2 separate regions of the Hordeum vulgare genome follow, and region 2 is linked to region 1. The links are chromatin contacts, called in public Hi-C maps. All regions are on one chromosome and are shown on one strand. The core of a region is the stretch at or near the end of the contact, and the rest is flanking DNA. Distances in the headings are between cores, read along the strand shown.

Evidence for each region. A called contact is a pair of places that touch in the nucleus more often than the background predicts.
Region 2: a contact with region 1 is called in a Hi-C map of leaf, with 4 times the contacts expected there. The contact joins the promoter of LOC123444078 here to the promoter of LOC123444082 in region 1. A contact is called at or near these places in 4 of 6 Hi-C or Micro-C datasets (leaf and seedling) and 1 of 1 datasets of contacts at active chromatin or transcription factors (embryo).

What each region holds. Positions count from the first base shown.
Region 1 is chr3H:425,215,295-425,217,994 of MorexV3_pseudomolecules_assembly, reverse strand. It overlaps LOC123444082 (dof zinc finger protein DOF1.5-like), which reads right to left and starts at 1,392. Exons shown (of 1, transcript XM_045120694.1): 1 at 469-1,392. The coding sequence starts at 1,320. The coding sequence ends at 826.
Region 2 is chr3H:424,925,994-424,928,693 of MorexV3_pseudomolecules_assembly, reverse strand. LOC123444078 (katanin p60 ATPase-containing subunit A-like 2) reads left to right here and starts at 1,314. Exons shown (of 12, transcript XM_045120690.1): 1 at 1,314-1,566; 2 at 1,671-1,835; 3 at 1,978-2,024. The coding sequence starts at 1,522.

The sequences.
Region 1 (2,700 bases), core at 143-2,642:
TCATGCACCGGTGGTGGAGGACTTTTTGTTTAGAAATGACATGAATATGATGCTTATCGTTGACAATGAGAAGAAGAACACGTAAAGAAATTGACACTATGTCATCATCACTACCGGGAATAGCTAAAAGCTAAAAGTGGAGGTGATGAAGCTTGCCTGTTTGCAGTAGTAGTAGTTGGGATAGTGCAAACCTTCTCAGGTAGATGCCTCCTTTCTTCTTCTTGCTAGCGGATAGATTCCTCTGGCCCTGCGTTGATGCCATAGGCATTTAAGTACAAGAACGCACCACCTACCACGTATACATTCCATTTAAGCTGCGCATCTGCAGCAAACTCAACTCAAGAGGAGCGTGTCACCGATTACACGTGATCCATTGAATGGCCCCCTGCCCTCCCTGCACTGCATCTAATAGCTGAATGCAGAGGACAAGGAGAGGAGAAACTTGGGGCAGCAAAAGGGAGGAAGAAAAAAGATGAATCATCATCATCATTGCCACGGCTCACAGTGAAGGGGTACATTCATTTCAACGAGTAGGGACTAGTATTTTTTTTTTCAAACTTTTCCTCTCTTTCATTCATTCGACGGGAGTATCTCTTTCATTGCTGGCCGTGTCCGCATCCTTCCGGCCACCCAAAAGAATCCTAACATGGTATCGAAATGGAACAACCTACATCAATAATAATAAATTCCCCCCAAAAACAAAGAGCCAAAAAAGTGTCTCTGACGCGTGGGCCCGGAAGAGCGGAGGAGGAGGAGGGAGGGAGCAAAGCATTGCTCCAGGCAGCTCCACCACGCACGCGACGACGCGAGTTCCCGGAAAGGCTCCTACGACCGCGAGTCAACGCTCTCCGCTGCTGCTGCTGCTGCCCCTTCCTCGGAGGTGGAGGCGGTCGCCGAGGCCGCGGCGGCGGCCGATCGGGCGGTGGGCCGGGGCCTGCGGCGGCCGGGGGAGGCGGTGGCGACGCGGCGGAGCGCGCCGCCGGCCGTCCAGTAGCGGCGGCAGGCGCGGCAGAGGTGACGCGGCTGCCGCACGTTGTAGTTGTTGAAGTAGCAGAACTTGGTCTCCCTGCTCCCGCACCTCGGGCATGGCAGCGGCTCGCCGCCCCCGACCGTGGCCTGCTGCGTCGTCGACGGAGCAGGAGGAGGAGGAGGCGGGGGCGAGGGCGTTGGCGTTGGCGTTGGCGCTGTGCTCTCTCCCGTGGAGATGGAGATGGAGACGGAGGCGGCGCGGTGGGCCTCGGGCTGGATGACCTGGCCGAAGAGCTTGAAGCCGGAGGCGTCGGCGTTGGTGGTGGTGGCGTGGGTGGGGAGGTTCGCCATGGAGGCAGGGGAGGGAGGTGGTGGTGTGTAAGAAAGTGCCCCCCTATATAGAGGAGGAGGCGGCGGTGGTCAATCCCCCCCCCCCCCCCCCTCGCTTTTCACTCATGCTTGCTTTGCTTAATAAACCTGACTTCTTTGTGTGACATGGGTGATGGCCGGCCCCATCTCTTTCCCCTTCTGGATATTTTCACCTTTTTTGTTTTATTATTATTTATTTATTTAATACTCATAAATATAGTACTACTGTGAAGCAATTTAATCTTGGACGGGCGGATATGAATGGAGTCATGGGCCATGCATGGTGAGTGATGCGTGCATTCATTTCAGCGCACACACGCGTAAAAGAATTCCATGGGAAGTGTGGCATCATGTGACGCCCTGGATTTGGCCCGAGCCTGTTCAAAGTACTTTACCAATGAGTGCAACTTTCCACGCTTTTATCGCATTCCAATCGTGTTGACTTCCGTGATCCATCTATATATATTCCTCTTGTCGTTTGACTTTTCAAACTTCTTGCGGTGATCCGCTCATGAGTGGAACGGACTCAACCGATGAAGCACTGTGAAGCAACAACAGGGGAGGGAGGGGAGCGTATTTGCCGCCCGTCGTTGACCCAGATTCTCTTTTGTTTTGCGCGTGACGTTTCCGTGCCCTGCAAAGCAAAGCAAAGCAAAAAAAGGTACTAGTAGGAGTAGAAGATTTGTGCTGGGCCAATACGTGTGCGGCGCCCGGATACGGGGCATCTCCCCCGACCCCGAGCGTGACGAGGACACAAGAATTATATGGCCGCGCCCATCGGTCTCACCTCTCTCTAATCGAAATGGCAAATGTCCGTGGCAACCCGCACGTCAGGATCTTGGACTACTACTACATAGTACAGTATACTCCCACAAGGTTAGGCACGACGACCGAAGATATAGCCAGCGATGTCACCGTCTACCGATATACACGGGCGGGCCCGTCGTATGTACACAAAGATTGAACGAAATCCAGCAGATAAAAAGGTTGAGGTGACGCGTCGGGTCCGTCGAACTGATTAGGTTCGGCAGGGCTTGATTTTTTCCGCCGGGCCTGTTTTGCCCAGTCGATCAGCCGGAAATCCGTTACCGGTACCTTCAAGGCAAAACGAAACGTGTACTGGTACTCCTGTGCGTGACCGTGCGTGCTTGCATGTCTTGCTACCATTGCAGCACAACGATCTGATAATAATTCTCCTAGAGAGGAACCGATAACGATTGGAGAGCTTTTTTTGTTGGTAGGTTACTTTTCGTATGGGCTTTCTTGCCAAATGTGCCTACATAAAGATACCGCAGTGTTTTTGGTTGTCAAGTCAACTCGCCAAGGTTGGCTTGCTTGCTACTCCCCCGGGGGTAGAAAAGT
Region 2 (2,700 bases), core at 65-2,564, 290 kb after region 1:
CATGGACAATATGATCATAGAGGATGAGCGTCCGGAACGTCTCCACGATCAAGGGTTTGAGTTTCAGGGTGACAATGTGGTGCCTCAGCATGGCGGAGAAGCCATCGTTTGCACAATTCACCAAATTTCATCATGAAATGTGTGATTTGAAAACTCATATTCAGTTGCAAGATGATTTGGTTGAGCATATGTAGGATCATGTTGGAAATCAATTGGTGTATCTTATAGACAATTTAATTTTTATTGGGCTTGTAAAACCTTTGCTATATTTTATTTCGGTTGTGAAACTATGCTATCTCATTTACTTTAAAAAAATATGCAAAATGTTTGTATTTGTTGAAAACCGGCGGCTAGGCGGCCACGCGGACAATGGGTCGATGCGTTGGACGCGTTGCCGACCCAAATCATAGACCGGGCGGACGATCCAAATGGACAAAAAGCAGATGAAATCATGGTCCGTTTGGGTCGACCGGTTGGAGTTGCTCTTAGTATCACATGTGTGTTAACATTTGAGGGCCGGATGTTGCTACTTGTGGTTATAGATGACGTGGAACCCTGGCGCTTAACGCCCAATGTCACTCCAACTGTTTGATGAAAAAGCCCTCACTCCTCAGAACGAAGTTTGTGTGCTCGGATACCTTGGTGCATTTTTTTGAAAAAAAATCAGAAAACATATTTAAAAGTTTTTAAAAATTAAAAATTATTATGTGGAAACTTTTATGTATGAGTGAAATTTCATTTTGAAAAAAATGTAATTTGTAAGCTGTAAAAAATAACATTTTTTGGCCCAATAATAATAAAAAGCCCATTTATAAATACATATTTATCATTTTTTGTATGCCAGGTGTGAAAGTAAAATGATTTAAAATATTACAGATACATAACATACGTATTTATGTGTGTCTACAAAAGTTTGAAGTTTTTTACATTGTAAAAATATACTACCTCCGTTTTTAAATATAAGACCTTTTAGATATTTCATTATGGACTAGATACGGAGCAAAATTAATGAATCTACATCCTAAAATATGACTACCTACATTCGTATATACTTCCTCCAGTCATTTTTACTCCGCATATTAGACTTGGGTCAAGTCAAACTTTACAAAGTTTGACCAAATATATATTGAAAAATATCAACATCTACAATACTAAATATACATATCATGAAACTATCTTTTGTAATGAATCTAACAATATTAATTTGGCATTATGAATATTGATACATGTTTCTATAAAAGATCTTATATTTAAGAACGGAGGGAGTATTTTTTGAAAACGGGCACCATTTAATGACCTTGCACCATTTGCAATTTTCGCTCACTCCTCTCCTCCCCGTCGGACTCCGACGGTTTGGTGAAAAAACAAGAGCGCAGATTCGCTTGCCTGCCCGCTCCCGTGCTCCGTGCTCTTGTTTGTTTATTCACAACACAACACCAACGCCATCGCCTCCGTCTCGCCTCAGCTACTTCGGGAGCTGTCGCGTCCCTGCGTGCTGCGTGGGGACCGGCCGCATACGCCATGGCTGCCGGCGACGAGCCCTCCGTCACCCGCTGGTCCTTCCAGGTGACTCACCGCCCTGTGCTGTTCTCACCCCCTTCCTCTCTCGCTCTCCTCCCCGTGCTGAGATCTCCTTGTTCCCAATTCGCTATGGCGTGGCCTCGGCCCAGGACTTCGAGCGCTACTACGACGCGGGCCTCGGCATCTGCCGCCAGCCCAAGGGCGACGGCGACGGCGACAGCAACGACGACGCGCCGCCCGGATCGGGCGCCGCCGATGCCGCCCACGCCAACGGCGGCGCCGACCTCTCCGTCTTCGAGCACTACGAGCGGATGGTAATTGAATTCTGTCTTGTCGCAGAATGCTTCCATGTTACTTACTACTCCCACCTTGGTGACGGTCCGGTGGACAAATAGCTTACACTTTACAGCTCGCTGCCGAAACTTATACGGTTTATCTACTGATTCTCGGTTGCAGGATAGAAATGTTGAGTTGCGCAATGGGGCAATGGATGCCGGGCCACCGTAAGACTCCTTGCTTATACTTCACCAAAGTGCAATTAGTTTACCTGCCAACATTGTTTGTTTTAATCTTAATTTAGCCAATTTGTAAAGTGCAGAGATAAGCTAATTTTTGGATGTTCTAACATAAGTAAACTCTCCTATTTTGGTACAATTTGATCGAGTCTGTACGAAGCTTTATCACCCGCTTCACTTCTGATTCGATCTTAGCTGATATAGGAGTCAAATCACGCACTTCAGTTGAGTTGACCAAATATAGGAGCGGCTTCCACATCCAACTGCCTAGCTGTGTCTTGCTCAAGTCCAGGCATGCTAAGAGCATCTTCAACAGACGCGTGGAGGCGCGGCGCGCAAATTCCTTTTTACAGCACGCGCAACGGCCGTTTTTGCGCCCGAGTAGGCAGTTGCTTCAGCAGGCGCTGCAAATTTTTAGAGCGCCAGCGTGCCGCTTCAGCAGGCGTTGTAAAATCGAGCGCGCGCCCAACCGGTGCAGAAACAACATATACAAGATGATCTCAAACATCCAAAATATGCAAAGTTCGCACAAACAAGATGACCACAAGCAAGTTCATGACAAACAAGTTCACACAAATGAATTAAACATGAACAATCATTCCTCATCTTCCTCCTCCTCCGATTTGTCCGTTTCTTCTTCCGATTCTTCATCCTCTTGTTTGTC